Linked DNA regions of Sus scrofa: all the other regions are linked to region 1. A link is a contact called in public Hi-C and HiChIP or PLAC-seq data. All regions are on one chromosome and are shown on one strand. The core of a region is the stretch at or near the end of the contact, and the rest is flanking DNA. Distances in the headings are between cores, read along the strand shown.

The links. Hi-C and Micro-C count contacts between places; a contact is called where the count stands out from the background. HiChIP or PLAC-seq counts read pairs in DNA pulled down with a chosen protein or histone mark.
Region 2: a Hi-C map of alveolar macrophages shows a contact between it and region 1, with 2.3 times the contacts expected there. The contact joins two enhancer-like sites. A contact is called at or near these places in 5 of 47 Hi-C or Micro-C datasets (alveolar macrophages, fetal heart ventricle, psoas muscle and 1 more) and 2 of 2 datasets of contacts at active chromatin or transcription factors (alveolar macrophages and skeletal muscle).
Region 3: an H3K27ac HiChIP or PLAC-seq map of alveolar macrophages shows a contact between it and region 1. The contact joins two enhancer-like sites. A contact is called at or near these places in 6 of 47 Hi-C or Micro-C datasets (blood, epiblast stem cells, fetal heart ventricle and 2 more) and 2 of 2 datasets of contacts at active chromatin or transcription factors (alveolar macrophages and skeletal muscle).

What each region holds. Positions count from the first base shown.
Region 1 is chr15:80,051,606-80,055,508 of Sscrofa11.1, forward strand. No RefSeq gene overlaps it. Among named protein-coding and RNA genes, the nearest start is that of SP3, 63 kb to the left of the region's middle. Within about 2 kb of position 1,911, at least 5 of the 83 cell types and tissues checked have an H3K27ac peak or open chromatin away from gene starts, as enhancers often do. A contact at or near this core is called in alveolar macrophages, where this site is marked.
Region 2 is chr15:79,897,467-79,901,369 of Sscrofa11.1, forward strand. LOC110257023 (a long non-coding RNA gene) reads right to left here. Exons shown (of 2, transcript XR_002339176.1): 1 at 3,407-3,903; 2 at 2,047-3,304. Among named protein-coding and RNA genes, the nearest start is that of SP3, 91 kb to the right of the region's middle. Within about 2 kb of position 2,060, at least 3 of the 83 cell types and tissues checked have an H3K27ac peak or open chromatin away from gene starts, as enhancers often do. A contact at or near this core is called in alveolar macrophages, where this site is marked.
Region 3 is chr15:79,918,475-79,922,377 of Sscrofa11.1, forward strand. No RefSeq gene overlaps it. Among named protein-coding and RNA genes, the nearest start is that of SP3, 70 kb to the right of the region's middle. Within about 2 kb of position 1,922, at least 5 of the 83 cell types and tissues checked have an H3K27ac peak or open chromatin away from gene starts, as enhancers often do. A contact at or near this core is called in alveolar macrophages, where this site is marked.

The sequences.
Region 1 (3,903 bases), core at 661-3,160:
GTGATGTGGGTTCAGTCCCTGGCCTGGGAACTTTCAGATGCTTTGGATACAACTAAAAAAAAAAAGAAAGAAAAAAAAAAAAAAGGCCCTAGGATAGGAATGATCTTGGCATATTTCAGGAAGAAAAGGAAGACCACTGTGGCATGACAAGAGTTTGGCCAGACAAATTGTTTTCTGATCTATTTGCTGAGCTGCCCCTGGACCCACCCTGCCTTAGGGTTTCATCTTTGTTTTCGAGACACTACCGACCCTTTCTAGACCCTAGCCACTTCTCTTTGCTCCTTCTCTCCAGACCAGCTTCAGTAGAAAGTAAGACCATAGCCGTAAGATCCAATCTGGGGCTGAGGAAGTAGCTAGAACCAGTTCAGTCATTCCAGAGCCAAAGGGGGAGGGGGCCCTGGGGCTGGCCTGGCTCCTTTTCTCAGATGTTTCTTAATCATTTTTGAACTACGAACCCCTTTCGCAATCTGATACAAGCTATGGAAAATACACATATACACAATTCTGTACACAATTTTCGGGGGTTTTAGGGCTCTTAGGAAAGCTCATCATAGACCTCCTCCTCAGGTCTCTAATATTTGGGAGTCCTTTTAAAGTTAACCTTGTCCATTTTCTCCTTTAAGTTTTCCATGAGAGAGAGGATACATGGAAAAATCACCTTATATGAAGGTAACCTATCACCACAATTTTTTTTTTTTTTTGGTCTTCTTGTCTTTTTCAGGGCTACACCTGTGGCATATGGAGGTTCCCAGGCTAGGGGTCCAATCAGAGCTGTGGCTCCTGGCCTACGCTACAGCTAGAGCAATGCAGGATCTGAGCAGCATCTGCGACCTATACCACAGCTCATGGCAACGCCGGATCCCTGGCCCGCTGAGCAAGGCCAGTGATCGAACCCACGTCCTCATGGATGCTAGTCGGGTTCGTTAACTGCTGAGCCATGATGGGAACTCCAATTTTTTTTTGTTTTTATTTTTGCTTTTTAGGGTCACACCTGTGGCATATGGAAGTTTCCAGGCTACAGGTCGAATTGGAACTACAGCTACCTACACCATAGCCACAGCAACATGGGATCTGAGCTGGTCAGTGACCTACACCACAGCTCACGGCAAGGCTGGATCCTTAACCCACTGAGCAAGGCCAGGGATCAAACCCGAGTCCTCATGGATTCTAGTAGGGTTTGTAACCCGCTGAGCCACAGTGGGAACTCCCACCTGTATACAGTTTTAGGGGGTTTTAGGGACTTTAGGAAAGTTCATTGTAAACCTGTTCATCAGGTCTCTACCTTGCAGCCCTTTATAAGCTAACCTAGTCCATTTTTCTCTTTAATGCAGTGCTATCTCCACAAGAGAGGATACTTGGAAAAATCACCTTATACAGCAAAGCAGCCTATCACTACAAATTCTTTTGACCATATCTTCCAGAGAGACAAGTCCATGTATGATAAGACGTAACCATGATGACAGTAAAAATACATTTGTACCGTGTTTTGACTTTGTATACACGTTTCCACCCGCATCATTTTATGCCACTGACATCCTTGACACATAGGTAGGGAGGGCATTGTTGTCCCCTTTTACAGATGAGGAGACTGAGGAATAGAAGGCTAAGCGGCTACTTGTGATACCAGTGCCAGTTGACAATGGCTTTGAGACAGGAACCAAGATCTTGTCACTCCCAGGCCGAGCCTCCCAGAGAAGTACAGGTCAGGGCCATCTTGACCTCTCTCCCCTCTGGGAGAGACGCTGTGAAGGCAATCTTTGCGCATGCCCACTCTTACCCCACAGAGCCTTCCCAATGGGAAACAGAGTCATGGAGGAAATGATATTTTCCCACATGAGGAAAGCAGCACTGTGCCCCCCAGTGAAGCCAAGGTTGTGTGGATGGAGGGGAACTTCCTACTAGAGGCTTCCTCTTGGCCAGTGAAACCTAACCAGTCATTTCCTTTTTCTTCTCAAGACTTGCAGCATTTCCTCCTACAGTCCGGCAAAAATGAGTCTAGAGGAGCGCCACCTACTGGACCATAAGGATCGCCACTTATTTGCCCCGCCCCTCTCCAAGGGGCCATGCTGCCTATCGGAAAATTGGACCCATACCTCTTACCATCCACTAGGATAAACGCCACATGGACCAGAAACCTACATGTGAAAAATGAAACCACGCAAGCATGAGAAGACACCATGGGTGGACAAACTTACACCCTGGGTGTGGGAAAAGTCTTTCTCTGACCCAAACCCCGCTACAATCTAAGGGCAGCTCTGGGTACCTGCTCCTCCAGCTGAGAGAGAACACGTGGAGCAGCTTTCTCTCCTACGTAGCATCCGCTCCTCCCAATGAGCTACGCGCCTGTCCCCAACCAAAAGTTTCCTTGGGACAAGAAGGGATGTGGAACTCCTGAGAAACCTAAGAACTAATCAGTCTGGCTTGGCTCACAGTCCGCATCTCCTCAGCAGAAGGGGAAAGAGGTCTCACCATCATGCCTCACAAAAGGGAGACACTTTCAATACCAACATGCTCGGAAAGCCATGCCCAGTCCGACCCTGAATGAATGTTTCCAATGAAAACTAAAATATCCAGACGCAAAAAGGAAAATATTGATAAATTCAGCACATTTTAAAAAACCCTGCTTCCTGGCAAAAAAAAAAAAAAAGTGCAAAGTGAGAGAAAGCTTTGTAACATTTGTCACAAATCCAGGCTAATCTCTAATATTATTAATATAAGGAACGTTTAAATATTGAGAAAAAATGGCCAAGACTTGATAGAAAATTGGGCAGAAAGCATGAATAGACAGTTCCCCCCAACACATACAAAATATATAAATGCATCTTAAAAATATGAAAAGATGTTCGGCTTCACTCATAATGATATAGATGCATATTTGGACTACAATAAGATACTATTTTATTGAGTTGTCAAAAATTTTAAAGTTAGGTAATACGTTCTGTCATCAAGGCTGTGAGGAAAAGGGGAGTCTCATAATCCCTGTTTGCTACTAATCAAATATAAGACACAACTTAAATGCTCACCCATTCAAATACTAACTGAATAAACTATGATGAATTCACACAACAGATTAATATAAAGCTGAAAAAGTTGAGAGATATTTCTATGAATTAACATGTGGTGATTTCTAAAATATATTAAGTAAGAAAATCCAGGTGCTGGAATGTGGATATAGTATGCTACTTTTTGTATAAGAAAAAGAAACAAAGGAAGAGTAAATCAGAAAGTAATAAAAATGGTTGCTGGAGTTCCTGTCGTGGTTCAATGGTTAACGAATCCGACTAGGAACCTTGAGGTTGTGGGTTCGATCCCTGGCCTTTCTCAGTGGGTTAAGGATCTGGCATTGCCGTGAGCAGCTGTGGTGTAGGTCACAGACGCGGCTTGGATCCCGAGTTGCCGTGGCTCTGGCGTAGGCCTGTGGCTACAGCTCCGATTAGACCCCTACTCTGGGAACCTCAATATGCCCCGGGAAGCAGCCCCAGAAAAGGCAAAAAGACAAAAAAAAAAAAAAAAAACCCAAAACCCCCAAAAAACAAATGGTTGCCCATGGTGGATGGATAGGAATGGAGTGTGAGAAATAAAAATAGCAGTAAGGCTTCTGAGTACACTCTTTATAGAGAGAGTTTTGACTTTTGAACCATGTAAAAATTTTATGTATTAAATTTTAAAAGATTCAAAGAAAGCAAACGCTGAAACTAAATGCAAATACAAACAAAGAAATCTAACTGGGTATGAATTTGATAATAGACCCCCCCAACATACAGATACACACAACACACACACACAGATACACACACCACACACACACACGCGCGCGCGCGCGCGCGGTTAATTTCAATGCATTGTGAATACTTTGTACACCTTTAGTGGGATATATTCTAAGAACAAACAGAACTACAAAGT
Region 2 (3,903 bases), core at 810-3,309, 150 kb before region 1:
TGTAGCTCTATTTTTAATTTTTTTAGAATTCTCCAGGCTGCACCAGTTTACAGTCCCACCAACAGTGCACCAGTATTCTGTTTCTCCGTATCCTCACCAACATTTGTTATTTGTAGATTTTTTGATGATAGCCATTCTGACAGGTATGAGGTAATATCTTGGTGTGTTTTCAAATTGCAGTTCCATGATAATTAGTGATACTGAGCACATTTTCATGTACTTGTTGGCCATTTGTATGTCTTTGGAAAAAATGTCTGTTCAAGCCCTATGCCCATGGGATTGTTTGTGGGTGAGTTTCTACGTGTGTGTTTTTCCTTTGGGTTTTGTGTGTGTGTGTGTGTGGGTGGATTTTTATGGTTTTGTTTTTGTTTGGCTATTGAGTTGTATGAGTTTCTTACATATTTTGGATATTAACCCCTTATTGGATATATGCTTGACAAATATTTTCTCTGATTCCATAGGTTGCCTTTTCATCTTTATTGTTTCTTTTGCTGTGCAGAAGCCTTTTAGTTTTATGTAGTCTCCTTTGTTAATTTTTGCTTTTGTTGCTTGTGCTTTTGCTATCAAATCCAAAAAAAATTATTGCTAAGACTGGTGTCAAGGAGCTTCTCCCCTATGTTTTCTTTTAAGAGTTTTACAGCTTCACTTCTTACATGTAAGTCCTTAATCCATTTTGAGTTAATTATTGTGAGTGGTATAATTTGGGGTCCTATTCCACTCTTTTGCAGGTGACTATCCAGTTCTTCCAGCACCATAAGGAAAATTGAAGAGGCCATCCCTTCCCTGTTGAGTATACTTGGCAGTTGGAGATGCCTTGATTGAACCTTTACGAAAATCAACAAAAACACATGCCAAGGCCATCTGACATGTCAAATCTGTTATCCTCTTAAAAATTCACTGAATTTATTCACAGCTCTGTGGAGAACATTTGGCTTATATCAAGTAGTTTCGGTACTAAGATCCTTAAAAATAATCAGTTTGGAGTTTCCTGGTACCCTACTGGGTAAGGGTCCAGCATTTTCACTGCTGTGGTGTGGGTTCGAACCCTGGCTTGGGAACTTGCGCATGCCACAGGCATGGCAAAAAAAAAAAAAAAAAAAAAAAAAAAAAAAAAAAAATTATCACTTTGATGATTTCTACAGATGATGAAAAAGAGTCCATAGACTAGCCAGAATTGCATAGCTAGTTAGGGGCAGAACTGAAACAAAGATCCTTCCAGCTTGACTCCCATCACAGCAGAGCCTCCAGAGCCATGAGTGTGGTCACGGAGGCCAGGAGATGGTAGTAGTCCACCAGTTCTTTTTTCTTTTTCTTTTTTCCTTTTTAGGGTCACATCTGCAGCATATGAAAGTTCTCAGGCTAGGGGTCAAATCAGAGAATCGGAGCTCCAGCTGCCAGCCACAGCCACAGCAACACCAGATCTGAGCCGCATCTGAAACCTATACCACAGCTCATGGCAACACCAGATCCTTAACCCATCGAGCGAGGCTAGGGATCGAACCCTCATTCTCATGGGTACTATGCCGGGTTCTTAACCCACTGAGCCACAAAGGGAACTCCTGGACAGCCTTTAGACTATGATTGATTTCCTCATGGTAAATGTTTAAAGTTGCTCTGAAGCTCTGAAATACTTCTACTGTTTCTCCAAGTCTTTCTTCATTCCAAGACCATTTCTTAAAATTTCTAGATATATATTTTTTTAATCTTGGGAATAAGGTGTGTATAAGACTTGAAAGATCTGTTCAATAAATGTGTGTCAAAAGCGTACTGTAGTTAAAGTTTGTAAAGTCATATGAGAGAATAAGAAATGCTCATTATCAGCTTTATCCGAATGTTTCAGAGGACTTTTCTAAGCTTTAAGAAAAATAGTAAATGGGTTCATTCAGTAAAACAAAACAGCAAATATTTGCTTAAAAGTTCACTTTAAAGAAAAAAAAGGGTTCATTGAGACTAAATTCAGCAAGCGTCATCAGTGTGTTTTCATCGGTGGGATACGTAAAGTATTTGCTTAATAATCCACAAAAACAACCCAAAATGACGAAATGGTAGGATGTCTCAATCACTGCTTTATTTTTTATCCAAGGATGATGTAACCTACATTGAAATTACTATCATATTTGGGACACTGCTAGAGATTTCTAGCTAGAAATATGCAACTGTAAATGCGATGAGCTTACACTCTTCGTACCACTGGGCACTCTCATGGATCTCAGTTGTACACACAGCACTTGATTTCTTTGGAGGGTTATTGAGTTGAAGGATTCATCTCTGTTCTTATATTTAAGGTCCTCCTTTGCTTTTCTTTTTCAGGGGAGGGGAACTAGAGGTCCACAGAGTGTTTTGTGTCGTGTTATATGGATATGCTATCAATATTCACTCAAAATAATCAAACAATATGTTTTCCATAAAAACAGCCCCTTGTTACTCTTCATACTCTGAGTAAGCAGTCACACACACACACAGAAATACTTTATATTATAAATCAACATACCTCTCTCTCTATATATATATATATGTATATATACATATGTCAAAAAAAGAAAAATAAACACATCTTAATTAAATTATGTGAGTTTCCAGGAGTGTTCACCAAATAATGCCATAGGGATTATTCTAGTCTGGATTCCCAAATTTTTAATACACAAGCACACAACCAACTCATCCCCCCTGCCAAATGGCCAGTTTGATGCCTGTCAGTGAACTTCTGGGAATATTGTACTGTATTTATAAGTACACATTTCAATCTTCACCCATCCCTCCATCTCTTTGTGTTGTCAGAGATCATGCTAAGCTCTCCTTTCATCTGTCACCCCGCTGGCACACCCAGTGATCAATGCTGCCCTCCGTGTGAAGCCTCCCTGTTCCTTGATTGGAGCCTGCAGACCACTTCTCAGGGCTAAACCCCCTGGCAGTTGGGCATGGCCATATGACTAGTCCTGACCATTGGGCTGAGGAGAGAAGGGAGTATGCCTTCTGGAAGAAAGCACAGGAAAACCCCATGGGACCCTCCAGGGCGACGAGGGGGCAGGTTACTTCAATGGAGCAGCTATAAGACGGTGGAGTCTCTGTTACCCTGACTTTGTAAATGGCTGTGTGGAGCAGAGCCTCCTGCCAGGGAGAGGAACATGTAACAGGAGCTGGAAATGAAGGTGCTGTGTCAGACCACTCAGCTTTGAGGGTGTTTGTTTCTCCAGCAGCCTGATGATGCCCATGACTTCAGCTGGCATTGCTTCTAAGCCACCTGGACCAGAAATTCCCTCTACAGGTTCTCTGCACCTTCTCTAGGAAGCCCTATTTTCCGACCCTGGAGAAGGACACATAAATTTAGTTGCACAGATCCAGAACTCCTCCAGGAGGCACCCGCCACCTCAGGAAACACAGCCTTTATCTGGCTGCCCCAGCACACCTCTGCCACTCTTCCCAAACACGTTCATAGGCATCCTGGAAAGACAATTGCTGGGAATCCCTGTGCAGCCAGGACTTGCTTCCAGGACCCTCCTCCTGGGTAGCTCATGCCCAGACACCAGCTCCCTGGGGAAACGATCCTGTCCTTAGTTGGCCTCCTGGCTCCTCTCCAGCCCACTCGCTGGATTCAGTTCACAGCCCACTTCTCTCCGAAGCAGACTAAGACTCGCCTCGCCTCGGTACCTATTAGAGATGCTACATTCTCCCTCAGTTCATAAGCAAACACTTGTACTTCTGCAATTCTCCCTCTCCTACCATAGAAGCAATCAGCTACTTTCTACCGGCAGCCGGAAGCGGAAATCTGAAATGCAGTCCGAGGTCACAGGGATGATCTCACACACTGTATCCTCCGGTCCAACGCAGGCAGTTCCCGCACATGCTTCCAGCTCAAACTCTTCCATGCTCCACTTCTGATTTTCCAGGGTTTCCTTGTCTGCC
Region 3 (3,903 bases), core at 672-3,171, 130 kb before region 1:
CACTTCTTATGTGGGGATACTGCTCACCTACTTAAATAGCGTGCCTGACAAATGTAGGAAAACGCAGCTCTGAAGCACTTTTTTTTTTTTTTTTTTGGTCTTTTGTCTTTTTAGCGCCGCACCCACAGCATATGTTGGTTCCCAGGCTAGGGGTCAAACTGGAGCTGTAGTTGCCAGCCTATGCCAGAGCTCAGAAATGCCAGATCTGAGCCGAGTCTGCAACCTACACCACAACTCATGGCAGCGCCGGATCCTTAACCCACTGATCGAGACTAGGGATCAAACCCGTGTCCTCATGGATACTAGTCAGATTCGTTAACCACTGAGCCACAACGGGAACTCCTAAGGCCTCTTTTTACTGGCCCTGCCTTAACATGAAATTCACAGCATTCATCTTTCAGGGTCTTGAAGGTCTCTACTAAAATGTAAATGCCGTGGCCCGTGCTATAAATTTTCATCCAGATTCTATCTGAAAGAGTAATATAGTATTAACCATTAGCAACAGCACCAATTTATTAACCAGATTAATTTCTGTCCCTTGGGAGGGTCTTGGAGAAAGGGGATAGAAGGTGAGTAGGACTACGAGGGGGGCAGGATTTGGAGTCTCAGAGACCTGGATTGTAGGCTGACATTAGGATCCAGTCCACAGGTACCAGCTGGAGAGAAGAGGGAGGCGCAGAGAGAAAAGGACTAGAGAAAGAAGAAGGTCACAGTGCCAGGAACAAACACGCCTAAGACTCCTGTCAGCAGCCGCCATCTGCAGTAATCATATCAGCCTTGTTTGAGGGGCACATGGAATCAGAGCCATGCGGGACGAAACCTGGACAAGGTGCAAGTAGGTACTGAAATCCAGTCACGTCTCCTTGCCAAGCCCTGAGTCCTGGGAGGGCTGCATCTGCCCTGAGCGATGCCTTTCTCTGGGTGATGCAAATATTTTGCAGTGGCCGCAGCTGCATCAAAATAATTTTCAAGCCTTTTCCACCTGTGGAGGGACAAGAGTGTGTTGTCACTTCCCGGTGGCACCATCTTCTTCCACTGTGAGGAGTGTGACAAGGACCTTGTCACCTTCCATGTCGACTGTGCACCCAGGCCATGACCATCCAGGCACCCTCCTGACACTAGGCTTGTTTGGGATGTAGCAGAAGGCAGAGGACAGCAGGCTATAGCCAGGAAAGAACAGCATAGCCGTTATCGAATTATTTTCAGTGACAGACCCACTGGAGCCAAGTCGGTACTGGAAATGCCAACACTGATCAATTGTCAGAGCGCTCAGAGAACCACAAGGGGAGAGCTTCCTTTCCACTAGAATCCTGCTCAACAGAAATTGAAAAGGAAACATTTTATCTTCTCATTTTTCTGCTATGTTATTGACGGCAAAAAAACAAAAACAAAAGCAAAAAACTTACCAGAATCAACATTAGGGAGATCCCTGTAGCCTGTACGTTATTTCTCCCGATGCTTTCAGGACAATGTTCATTTGCAGGATGGCTTCTGTCATATTTTGACAAGGAGGAAGTCCCTCAGGATTGCTGCCCCCTCCATAGAGCCGTGGGCATCCCTGGGGAGCCCCGGTGGGAGCCCAGATCCCACTCATGAAGGAAGCTTTGGTGATCACCGTGGCATTTTCTTCCTTGGTTTTCCTCTTTCATTAGTTCCAACTGATGATGTCATGCAGACGCTAAACATAGAGGCAGCCACCTAGGAGCTTTTAATTCATGGCACCAACTGCCCTTAAGATCTTCCTTCCAAGAGTCTGCCGCTGCCCTACGTATTTGCGTAGGGTTAAAGGATTGTGTCTCCAGTGGTCCTGTGAAGGGCGAGCTTGCTACTCTGCAGGGCCCTTACACAAGCAGCCCCTTCCTACAATCTGACTTCCTGTTGTGCCCAATCAGGTCTTCTGCTAAGCCCCAAGGAGACGGGGCCAACCAAATAGATGTGTGGAGTTTCCCGCCTAATTGTGCCATTCTTATCTATCTTCAGCCTTTGTCAGTCCCTCGGAAGACTTCCAGTCACCCTGACTCTGGTTTAAATGACCCTCTTCCACTCTCCTGCAACAGTCTGTGCAGGCACCTAGGACACTCAGCTCTAAAAGGGAATTTCCGGTTCCCAGGATTTCACATAAGGGCAAAGGTTAGTTTACGTCTCCAAATCTCCTTTCATTTTCACTTCTGTCATAAAGGACCAAATAAAATCACTCTTTGAGTATCATTCTTAAGCACTTCTCAAAGGAAGGAAAAATTGATATTCGTTGCACAAAATCTGAAAAAAATAAAGTCTCTATTGCTCAAAATGGCAAATGCGGTTGTGGGTCATGAATCTGGTCTAAATCACTAAAATCCATAAAAATAGTTACGATGTGTTCATAAAACACCTCTTGCAAGACTTTCCATAAGCAACTTTAGCAGGTAATGAAACATCAGACAATGGGAAGTGCTAATTAACTCTGGCAAAGCCCTGAGAGGTTCGACTTTATTATATTAATTGGGTACTTCATGAACGCTGCACCCACAGACACGTGCCTTCATCACCCAGGTTTCCAGTATCGATGAGTAAAAGACTTAGAGCTCTTTCTGCCACCAGACTCATAGCCCAGGTTTTATTTTTGAGTTTCACAATGTACCTTCTTATGCCTTCTTGTACATCCCTGGGTCACTGGATAGAATAATTTCAGTAACTAGATGCTGTAATTGAGAATTAAGACTGTTAAGGGCTCAGGTCCCATGTTCAAAATTTGAAATTAAAATCAGATCTATAGGAGTTCCCTTCGTGTTGCAACAGAAACAAATCCGACTAGAATCCATGAGGGTGCGGGTTTGATCCCTGGCCTCACCCTGTGGGTCAGGGATCTGGCCTTGCCATGAGCTGTGGTGTAGGTTGCAGATGCGACTTGGATCTGGCCTGGCTGTGGCTGTGGCTGTGGCGTAGGCCAGCCGGCAGCTGTAGCTCCGATTAGACCTCTAGCCTGGGAACTCCCATATGCCATAGGTGCGGCCCTAAAAAGCAAAGAAAAGCACACACACACACACAGAAAGAAGATCAGATCTGTAAATCATAGGGAAAGATGTGAAACTGAGGTAGAGGGGAGAACAATTATCAAACAGGCTAAGAAAAACCCTTTGATGTCTAGTTTCTCTCATAAAATACAGTATTGGGGAAATTCACAGGATCTAGGATTCAGAAAGCACTCTTCACTCTTTCTCCTCTTTCCATGTAAAAAAAAAAAAAAATCCATAATAGTCTTGGCCTATGTTCTCAGGTTTCCCAGACCCATTAGCCGTCCTGCAGTACTGTGCTGTTTACCATTGTCTCCTGCTCTTGACAAAAGTATAGGCAATTTTCCATCACGGTGAAACATTTGCTAAGTACTGACAAATACTATTTGCACATCTCCAAGTGGAACTAATTTTAAAATGATGAAATAAAGACTACAGAGTAATCTTAGTAATAATAATCTCATTAATCATGACGACCCATTTGATTTCATAAAATAATTCAAAGGGAGGAAGGGGAATCGCTAATGCCTGACTGTCAAAAACATATTAAGAGGCATCATGGCAAGAGTAAAGTTATTAGGTTTATCTACAGAAACTTGGATTTCTCTGGATTTTCCCCCTGCCTAACAATTCTTTGTTCAATATTTACTCTGTTGACAATACCCTTAATGCCTAAGAACTGCTTTAATGATTTTGAAACAGGAAAAAATAATTAGCATATATTTGTAACAAAAGGTGTACAGACATTGATGCTATAATTATATATCAAAATAAAGGATAGAACTCAATGTCCTAAAAGACAGCTTGCCTGAAAACATGTAGGAGATGAGTTGGGCATATGTGCAGGGACGGAGCAATTTGGTAGTTAGAAAATAATTTAGGCAGCAAGCAATGTGGTCTGCTTTCCCAA